2 separate regions of the Oryctolagus cuniculus genome follow, and region 2 is linked to region 1. The links are chromatin contacts, called in public Micro-C maps. All regions are on one chromosome and are shown on one strand. The core of a region is the stretch at or near the end of the contact, and the rest is flanking DNA. Distances in the headings are between cores, read along the strand shown.

Region 1 (5,290 bases), core at 1,062-3,561:
TCCCCCGGGGTACCGCTCGCAGGCTCCCCACTGCCCGCCGCCCTGTCCTCTGCAAGCCCCGCCCACGCCCCGCCCACGGCCCAGCCATTGGTTCTCTAGAGCTGGGTCTCCTCGGATAGGGGCGTCTTCCCAAGGCCACGCCCCCTAGCGGGGCACAAAGAGCTGGGTCCGGTCGGCGGCCCCCTCCTGGGCCAGCGCGGGGTCTCCGCCCCATCGGGGCCGAGGCGCACCTCGGGGATTAGGGGTGTAGACCCCCGAGCTGGAGGCCTCGGCTCCATTCCCTCCCAGGAACTGATCCCCCGCCCCAGGTGCCCGGCTCCTCCCTGTCCCCTGCTCGGTCCTCCACACTGGGGTGCGGTGCGTGGACTCGCTCGAGTATGAAGGCTGCCGATGAGAACCTCGCAGTTCACAAAAGTTCAGTGACCTGTCCCAAGTCACACAGTGGCCAGGGGTAGCCCCCCAAAACAATAATGGGGAGTGGGAAGGTGAGAAGGCTCCTGGCCTCATCCCCCACCCCCATCTGCTGAGCCAGGGACAGGTCCCTGGGACAATCATCAGGCCTGCATGCTGGGCCAGCTGGGTGTTAATAAAAAAGTCTCGGCCGGTGCTACGGCTCACTAGGCTAATCCTCCTAGTTCCGGTCGGGGTGCTGGATTCTGTCCTGGTGGCTCCTCTTCCAGTCCAGCTCTCTGCTGTGGCCTGGGAGTGCAGTGGAGGATGGCCCAAGTGCTTGGGCCCTGCACCCCATGGGAGACCAGGAGAAGCATCTGGCTCCTGGCTTCGGATCAGTGCAGCGCGCCGGCCGTGGTGGCCATTGGAGGGTGAACCAACGGCAAAAGAAGACCGAATTTCTCTCTGTCTCTCTGTCTCTCTCTCTCTCTCACTGTCCACTCTGCCTGTCAAAAAAAAAAAAAAAAAAAAAAAAGTCTCGGCTGAGACGTCTTTTTTCCCCAAGTTTTACATATCTGCAGAGTGAGAGGGAGATCTCCTACCCACTGATTCACCCCCAAACGCCTGCAACAGTCAGACTGGGCCAGGGTGAAGTCAGGAGCCAGGAAATCCATGTGGGTCTCTCGCCTGGCTGGCAGGGGCCCAAGGACTTGGGCCACCAGCTGCTGCCTCCCAGGTGCGTTGGCAGGAAGCTGGATGGGAAAGTGGAGGTGGGGCTTCATCCCGGGAAACTCCCACTTGGGATGTGGGTGACCCACGCTGTGAGTCAGCCTCCTGTGCCTTACTGAGGTGCAACCGACAATTTTAGAGCAAATGACACCCACCCTTGTTTGTGACTGCACTCCTGTCCTGGACCCCCGAGACTCAGGGTCCAGGTGGGGTCCTGGGGTCGCTCACCCAGCTGTGATGACCTTCTGATGGCCAGGAGAGAGACCGGGAAAGCACTCCCAACACGCCAGTCTCGGCTGGCCCTGCGCTAATCCCTACATGAAAAAGCTGACGTGGTATTAGTCACGCGTGGCGGGTGCTTCAGAGATGCCTGGTTCTGTGACTCTATTTTTTACCTTTTAGCATTTTATATAAGACAGAGAGACACACAGAGACACACACCTGTGAGCCAGTGACCCTAAATGCTCACAACAGCCGAGGCTAGAGCAGGCAGAGCCCAGGAGCCCAGAACTCAATCCGGGTCTCCCACAGGGGTGTCAGGACCCGGGCTACTTGAACCATGGAATCGAAAGCAGAGCTGGGACTCCAAACGTGGGCACTTGAAGGGATGCTGTTGCGTTGTCCGGAGCAGCATCTCCACTGATGCCTTGGAGGCCGGCACCCACTGTGGTTTAGCCTGACCTGGCTCATTTGCTTTTTGGTCATTTGTATACTGGCTGGGAAAACCCCGAGTCTGGGGTAGGCTTTTTTTTAAGATTTATTATATTTTTTAAATTTATTTTTTGAAAGGCAGAGTTACAGAGCGAGGGCAAGATCCCAGGTGTATCAACAGGGAGCTGGATCAGAAGTGGCGCAGCTGGGACTCGAACTGTTGCCCGTCCAGGCACAGGCAGCAGCCCGACCTGCTGCGCCCCAACACTGGCCGCGATGCCTGCGGGTTTTTGAGCTCTCCTGATCTCCCAGCTCCGCAACATAGCCCAGCCCGGACGTCAGGTGTTACTGATCCCTTGTGTGGCCAATAGGGGTGCAGGCGCGAGGTGCTCCTGGGGACAGAGCTAGGAACACACATTGTCCGGCCATCTGCATTGAGTCCTAGATCCAGCTGTGTGTATCGCAAGCCAGGAGGCGGCCCTGAGCGCTCACAGGGCTGGCCCCAGACTGTCCTAAGGCACCTGCTGATTGTCCCGGCCCTCCTGGGTGTACCTGGTCTCCCATGACCGCTGGCACCTGCCTCTGGCCTCTTCCTCGCTTCAAGGATGCCTCCCTCCCCCGCCGAGGGCTTGGGGACCCCTGACCGGGCCACCTTCCCCACCCAGAGGAGGGGCTCCCGCCCCCAGGCCGCCCCCTGTAACCCCCACCCCTCTGCACTCTCTGGGCTCTGACCTGTGTGCAGCCACCCTGGCTCCTCCCACCGCCCCGCCTGGGGCTGCTGGCTTTAGTACTAGATTGTTCGCGAAGGGAAGGGAAAGAGGAAGAGACAAAGGGAAAAAGACGAAGGGCAGTCTCCGTTTTTTGCTTTATCTAAGAAACTCTTGCCCGCGTGCACTTTCCCCCGGAGCGCGCGCTTCCTCGCATGCGCGCGTGATGCAGCCGGGGCGGGTTTTCCAGGACCAGCATGTAGGGCAGGGAGGGCGCGCGGGCCCCGGGCTTCGGGAGGGGAGGAAGGGGCCGGTGGGGGCGGGGACGCCTGGGGGAGGGGCGGCTGCTCAGCGGCCGGCGGTCTCTTCCTCCCCAGACAATGGGCTGCCGGATGCAGCCGGGAGATAAGGGGCCCTGCCGGGGCAGCAATCACAGCCAGGCCAGCTCCCGGCAGGCGAGGGCGCCCGCCCCAGGGCCCGGCCCTGCCCCCACCGTGCCCGGAGGCCGCGGGCAGCCGGCGGAGCCCCTGGTCCCTAACCCGGCCCCGCGGGGAGGAATCTAGCCAAGGGTTTTCTTTCTTGGCTCCTGGTGTATTTCCCCACCTGCAGACAGGGTCCTGACTGCCGAGGTCAGAGGACCTAGTGTGTGGGGGAGGGGCCTAACACCTGACGGTAACTGTCCCGTTGATTGTTGATGGCATCCTGAAATGATCGCCTTTTTTTTTTTTTAAAGATTCATTTATTTGAAAAGCATAGTTACACAGAGAGAGCTCCCTCCTGCTGGTTCACTCCCCAGAATGGCCAAGACGGCCAGGGCTGGGCCAGGCTGAAGCCAGGAGCCAGGAGCTTCTTCTGGGTCTCCCACCGGGGTGCAGGGGCCCAAGCACTTGGGCCATCTTCTACTGCTGTCCCAGGCCGTTAGCAGGGAGCTGGACAGCAAGCAGAGCAGCCGGGACTGGAACAAGTCCCCATATGGGATGCCGGCGTCACGGGCAGTGGCTTTAACCTCTATGCCACAATGCTGGCCCCGAAATGACCCCATTTTAGACACAATAATTGGTCTAATTAAATAATAAAATATACGATTAATTTCCATTTCACTTTTTCATTCTGCCATTTTCCTTTAAAAAAAAGTTTTTAAAGAACAACCAACTTGGTGCTGGCACTGTGGCATAGTGGGTAAAGCTGCTGCCTGCGGCCGGCGCCGCGGCTCACTAGGCAACTCCTCCACCTGCGGTGCAGGCACCCCATATGGGCGTCGGTTTGAGTCCTGGCTGCTCCACTTCCCATCCAGCTCTCTGCTGTGGCCTGGGAAAGCAGCAGAAGATGGCCCAAGTGCTTGGGCCCCTGTAACCGTGTGGGAGACCCGGAAGAAGCTCCTGGCTCCTGACTTCAGATCGGTGCAGCTCTGCAGCCATCTGGGGAGTGAACCAGCGATGGAAGACCTCTCTCTTTCTGCCTCTATATAACTTTGCTTTTCAAATAAATAAACCTTAAAAAAAAAAAAGTATTTGAAGCCGGCGCCGCGGCTCACTAGGCTAATCCTCCACCTTGCGGCGCCGGCACACCGGGTTCTAGTCCCGGTCGGGGCGCTGGATTCTGTCCCAGTTGCCCCTCTTCCAGGCCAGCCCTCTGCTGTGGCCAGGGAGTGCAGTGGAGGATGGCCCAAGTGCTTGGGCCCTGCACCCCATGGGAGACCAGGAGAAGCACCTGGCTCCTGCCATCGGATCAGCGCGGTGCGCCGGCCGCAGCGCGCCGGCCGCAGCGGCCATTGGAGGGTGAACCAACGGCGAAGGAAGACCTTTCTCTCTGTCTCTCTCTCTCACTGTCCACTCTCCCTGTCAAAAAAAAAAAAAAAAAAAGTATTTGAGAGACAGAGAGGCACAAACAGAGAGCGCCTTTCCACTGGTTCACTCCCCAAACGCCGGCAAGGGCACAGACCCAGGCCCAGACCGGTGTGGGGCAGGCAAGGTCCCAGGGGGAGGTCCCTGGAGCCGGGCGGCCGCTGCCAGCTCAAACTGGTTTAGATTGTTCTTGAAGCTCAGCAGTCTGCAGCCTCTCTCCGCCGCCGCCCGCCGTGTGCGTCATCCCGGCTGCTGCTGCCCGGGCACGCTCCGCTCTCTGCTCGCCCACAGTTCACCCAGCGCTGCCCTGGGTCCGCCCTGGACAGGGGACGTGGAGGTCAAGTTCACAGCTGGGCTGCAGGGGCCCCTTCACCCCCAAATCCACGCAACCTCAGAACGGGGCCTCATGGGAAAACAGCGTTGTTTTTTTTTTTTTTTTTTTTTTTTAAGATTTATTTATTTGAAAGGCCAGAGTTTACAGAGACACAGAGGTCTTCCATCTGTGGGCTCACTCCCCAAATGGCTGCTACAGCCGGGTCTCCCACGTGGGCGCAGGGTCCCAAGCACGTGGGCCATCTTCTGCTGCTTTCCCAGGCCATCAGCAGGGAGCTGGATGGGCAGTGGAGCAGCCAGGACTTGAACCGGTGCCCCCTGGGCTGCCGGCGGCGTTCCAGGCAGCGGCCTTACCTGCTGTACCCCAGCGCCGGCCCCAGAAACAGCGTCCTCACAGCTGTCACTTGTGGAAAATTCTTGGTGTGAGGTCCATCTGGGGGCAGGGACAGTCAGGACGGCGGGGGTGCAGCCACAAGCCAAGGACCACACCTGTCCCTGGGTACAGGGGGCGCTCGGGGGAACCCCTGGGACCGAGGCACGGCAACCCCGGGGCTCCCAGAGCCCTGGTTTGAGGCCCCCCGGCCTTGTTGGCTTGCTGCCCCTCTGTCCGCCGAGGACATGGATGGAGAGGACTCT
Region 2 (5,290 bases), core at 771-3,270, 63 kb after region 1:
AGCGGCTGGTGTGGCGGTGCAGCAGCTTGGCTGACATTCGAGTGTCTGGGTTCAACCCGGCTCTGCTTCTGATCTTGCTTCCTGCTAATGTGCACTCTGGGAAGCAGGAGGTGATAGCTCTGTCACTCTGCCTTTCAAAACTAAGAAGAGAGAGAGAGAAGCAAGTGGGAGAGGTGAGAATGCGAGAGAAGCCCAGGTGTTGAGGTGTCCGACTGCGGACCCCAGAGGTGCTGGAGGAAGCACAAACGCAGATCAAGCGGTAGGCCGCTGGGCATATCTGTGAGCCGGTGGGAGGTAGACGTGAGTTTAATTCTAGACAAGCTCACTACTCCCCAGCCACTCTCCCCACATCTGTTGATATTTTTATCACTTGTACAGGCTATTTATATACGATACGCATTTGTACATGACATTTCTACCACTGTATGAGAAGCTGGGTTTTCCCCTCCAGCTCAGGTTCTAGTGAAGAACAGACGCTGCACCTACCACCCTGACGGGGCATCTCACAGGCAGCGCTCTGCACCGCGCCTACGTGGCAGCAGACTTTAAGAAGGCTGGGGACCGGAAGACGGGCATCTAGGTTGGCCTGGAGGGCTGAGCAGGAGCCAGCCAGCTATGCAGGAGAGGGAAGGAGGCCTGAAGGCTTTAGATGAAGGGAGGCAAAAACTGAGAGCCAGTGGCTGGAGCCCAAAGCGGGCAGGGAAAGCTGAGATCAGGATGACCAGGAAGCTGGACCTCCAGGGAGGTCTTCAGGATCCCTGCGCAGCTGCCGTGGGGGTGAGGTGGAGTGGGGGAGGACCTGGAGAGGAGTTTAAGGGTGGAGAGTGGGATGATCTGACTCGCATTTCCAAAGATCATTCTGGCAGCTGGTGGTCAGAAAGATGGGGGCTCACTGGGGTGCAGACCTGTGGCAACCCCCTCTTCAAACCGGGGTCAGGTAAATGACGTCTCTGGGAACCAGTCCCAGAGTCCAGATCTGATGCTGGTTTAGACTTCCCGAAAAGTCTCCCCAAATGAGGCCATAACCCACTGTCTACTTCCCGACTGAATCAGGCTGTGCCAATAAGAGCCTGACAGGGGTGAGGCCGAACTGTGGTGGGGAAAATGGCAGCGCACCCGCCTTTCTCTGTAAAGAAAAAGGGGACCACATTTTCTGATGATGCATTAGGAAGGGGCTTTAGTATTATATTTTCATTCTAAAGTAAATAGCTGTTTTGTCCTTTAAGGTGAGCTGCTCACCGCTATATCGTCAGTGTGCTGGAAGCATCCTTACAAAGGGTCCCTCCTGCTTCCTGCAGTCCCAGCCCAGGTTTCCTGTAGGATGAGTATTTATTTATTTATTTATTTAGATAGAAATGAGAGCTGCCAGTCCTGGAAAACCAACGTATCTTCCCCAAAGATGCTTTGCATATACATTTCACTCCATCTTCACAGCCATACTCTGAGGGAAGTACTGGACCATTATCCCAATATATTTCTCATGCAAATGAAAAAGTAAAGGCCAGAGAGTCAAGACTAAATTGGTTGAGGCTGCACAGCTGTGCCTGAGCCCAAATCCACGAGTTCCCACTGTCCCTACTGCATGGCAATGTTCCCACTGCCGGGGGCTCACTTGCAAGAACAGGTTATTGTTCACTGGAGGACCCGAGGGCACGAGGCTATGAGACCAGCACGGAGGTTACAATGGCATCTTGTGTAAGGAGACCACAGAGGAACAATGGAGAGGCGGCGTGTAAGCAAGCGCCAGGGTACCAGAGGCATGGACGGCCCCTGCAGCTGTGCAGGACACCCGCTCCCCTGTGCTTCCTGGAGAGCTGGGAAAGACCCGGTAAGAGGCAGGGTGGAATGGGATTAAGCCAGACGCCTGTTCTCACTGATAATGATAGGAATCTGCTAATCACAGCGCGATCTCAGACCGGACACACGCGAGGAAGTAGCTGTTCCTGCCACCTTCAGCCAGTTGCCTGTCTGGCGCAGCAGCAGAAGGAAGAGTATTTTTAGACTTCTATTACACACATAAACAGACAGGCTCAGTGTGAGCTCTCCATGCCAGGCCTGGATCTCAATGACTCAGCCACTCCCTCCTCCAGTCTTGGATCCTTCCTTGTAAACACTTGTCAGTTACTCCTCAGAGGTGGCCAGGCCCAGGAATATTAAGATTTCTCAACAACACTGCTGGAGACTAGCACACCTCCAAGGTGTCCTGGGTCAAGGCTTTGTTCAGAGAGAGAACGGTAAAGGAGATGATTTCTGCACTGGAAGGAGTGAGAACTCTCTTACTTCCTCACCCCCACCCCTTTGAACCAACACCACGCTTTCCGTGCTCTGATCTCTGCAAAGGACTTGGTGCGTAAAAGGAAATCTTTGTCCTTGTAGAGGTGACCTTCAGGCTGTACAAACCCACAAACTACTGCATACTCTGACAACGAAGTGCGTCCTGGGAGTGTGCACACAACACTGGTTTGTCCAGGGAGGCCTGGTACAGAGGTGGTGTTTCAGCTTGACCCTGAAGGCAGCGTGGCAGAAGTGTTCCATGCTGAGAAGTGCAAGTGAACGGTGGCACGATCTGGCCAGCAGAGAGAAGGGAGCTCAGAGAGCTAGCTCACGGTGGGCTTATGCAGCCAGCATCCCATTCTGGCAGAGCTGGCCCCGACAGCGTCCACACCCACGGTACCCTCCATGGCCTCCTCTGGCAGTGCCTGCTCGTCAGTTCTCATTTCAACTACCGGGGGCTCTGGATAATCCAACTGACCAGGGCAGAGGCTGGCCCTCTCTCAGGGGCTGCCAGAGCAGCTGGTGGGCGCCCCAGCACAGCGCTTCCATGGGTGTCTTGTGACGATGTGGTTACGCCACATCTCTCTCCCCTAAGGAGCCAGGCAGACTATGCCCTGCTGAGCACTACAGACAGGCCTGTCATCTGTTCATACAAATGTTTTACCCTTGAGTGTCTGTTACGTGTCCCATGGGGATGTCCTGGTGGATAAACAGCAGGATTCCTGACCTCAAGGAGCTTATGCTCCGCCTCACCATGATTCAGTAAAGTCTGGATTTCCGGGGCCACCCAATACCTGTGATCCACACAAGGGGCTGAGTATGTAACAAATGATAGAGGGACAAAGGCTGACAGACACAGCATGTTTCTCTCCGTGCAAAGAGAGCCCTACCCTATTTTGGGACTTTCGCATTTCACATGGGAAAAAGGTGAATAAAACCCTTCAGTATACCCACTTCCCCTCAAAAAGAACATTATTTCTTCCCTACCAAGTTTTCATATTTATACTTATGCAAAGTAGTTTTCACAAGATGAAGTTATGCAAGACACTCTGAGTGAGGTTAGTTCCTTAGTCTAAGCCTTGAGCACATGAGTTCTGGCTTTTTCACTGTGCCTCTGCAGCTTGCCTGGTGATTTCACTGCAAACAGCAGTTACTACGTCCATGACCAAACGCTCCCAGGAGCACGAGAAAGCGCTGCATGTATTTCAAAGCGTGGAGACGGAGCTCATTGACTACAAACCGTGGCCCTGCAAATACGCTTCTCAGAGACCCTCTGGTTTGGAGGAATCAGGATCGAGAAACCACAGTCTCCCAGGTGCTGCCTGGGGGCCCTCTCAGGGCAGAGGGAGGACAGTCTCAGCGCTGCTGACAGACCCCTGTTCCCTCTACACCCTGGGAACAAGACAGTCTAGCCTGCCTGGCCCAGCTCTTGCAGGACAAGCAGTATTTCAATCTGCACTGTGTAATGGTACATTACAGTTACCCAGTATGTCTGTCTAAGAAGCCAAGCTCTCCACACAGGAGACTTCTCTCCTTCCCTACGAATAAATCATCCCTAGGAGGCAAGAGAACTATATTATTTCTAAAGCAGAAATTCACACTAGGGCGTGGCCAGGAAACAGCTCTGAAAACCCCTACAAAGACCAACACACTCTCTAGCCTTGAGGAAGGGGTTTTCTGGGGACAATTTCGTATTGTTCTCAAATATTTTCTGATTTCTCAAGCACACATAAACATACTGTGATGTGTGCTCCGGACCCTACTGTTTCTATGTACAGAAGCAGGTTCTGAGAGATTAGGGAGACCAGCCTTTCTTCCTCTGAAATCCATTAGGATTAGGTGGCAAATTCCAGCAGGCGGCTTAAAACGAGGTTTCTGTGACAATGCTGCCCCCTAGGGGTGCCCTGATCTAGGTGCACGAAAGCCAGCCTCACCGTGACCACAGCTGTCTGCTTTTTACAAGACTTCTAAGGCAACAGGTAGTTTTTCTGGAATAAACACTGGCTCAATTTTACCTTCAAAAGAATTTTACCTTCAAAAGAACTACAAGCAGAAATACCAATTCCTTTGTAGCAGTTACTCAAATACTGACGACTATTTCTTTGGATGCCTTAACAAAACCAGGGGACTATACCAACACCTCAGCAATGTCAGGATGTGGGAATTTATAGAACAGTCCAAAGGCAGGTATTGAATTCCTAGTAGAGATTCAGTCCTGCTCCAGGCACTGCAAAGTAACATGAACAAAGCAAAGCCCCACTGTCCTGGAAGTTACAGTGGAGGATAAGGGACTCTGATGCGTTACGTAAGCAAAACACAGAGACAGGATTCCACGAGCTCAGGAGGGAAATGCAGAGAGGAAGAGTGTGGGTTCACTCCTCAAATGGCCGCCACGGCCGGAGCTGCGCCAATCCGAAGCCAGGAGCCAGGTGCTTCCTCCTTGTTTCCCATGCAGGTGCAGGGCCCAAGGACTTGGGCCATCCTCCACTGCACTCCCAGGCCACAGCAGAGAGCTGGATGGGAAGAGGAGCAGCTGGGACTAGAACTGGCGCCGCAGGCGGAGGATTAACCTACTGCGCCATAGCGCTGGCCCCCTGACTGGTAGATTTATTATTTTTTGTTTGACAGGCAGAGTGGACAGTGAGAGAGAGAGACAGAGAGAAAGGTCTTCCTTTTGCCGTTGGTTCACCCTCCAATGGCCGCTGCGGCTGGCGCGCTGCGGCCAGCGCACCACGCTGATCCGATGGCAGGAGCCAGGTGCTTCTCCTGGTCTCCCATGGGGTGCAGGGCCCAAGCACTTGGGCCATCCTCCACTGCACTCCTGGGCCACAGCAGAGAGCTGGCCTGGAAGAGGGGCAACCGGGACAGAATCCGGGGCCCCGACCGGGACTAGAACCCGGTGTGCCGGCGCCGCAAGGCGGAGGATTAGCCTAGTGAGGCGCGGTGCTGGTGGATTTTTTAAAACTAGAACAAAAAATTAGAGTGCATCTGTGTATCAAGTATTTGCTTTGTACAG

Evidence for each region. Hi-C and Micro-C count contacts between places; a contact is called where the count stands out from the background.
Region 2: a Micro-C map of ear pinna shows a contact between it and region 1, with 2.7 times the contacts expected there. The contact joins two enhancer-like sites. A contact is called at or near these places in 3 of 6 Hi-C or Micro-C datasets (ear pinna, psoas muscle and an unstated tissue).

What each region holds. Positions count from the first base shown.
Region 1 is chr19:39,465,095-39,470,384 of mOryCun1.1, forward strand. No RefSeq gene overlaps it. Among named protein-coding and RNA genes, the nearest start is that of FSCN1, 10 kb to the right of the region's middle. Within about 2 kb of position 2,312, at least 3 of the 8 cell types and tissues checked have an H3K27ac peak or open chromatin away from gene starts, as enhancers often do. A contact at or near this core is called in ear pinna, where this site is marked.
Region 2 is chr19:39,528,836-39,534,125 of mOryCun1.1, forward strand. All of the region lies in intron 12 of RNF216 (ring finger protein 216), which reads right to left. Among named protein-coding and RNA genes, the nearest start is that of FSCN1, 53 kb to the left of the region's middle. Within about 2 kb of position 2,021, at least 2 of the 8 cell types and tissues checked have an H3K27ac peak or open chromatin away from gene starts, as enhancers often do. A contact at or near this core is called in ear pinna, where this site is marked.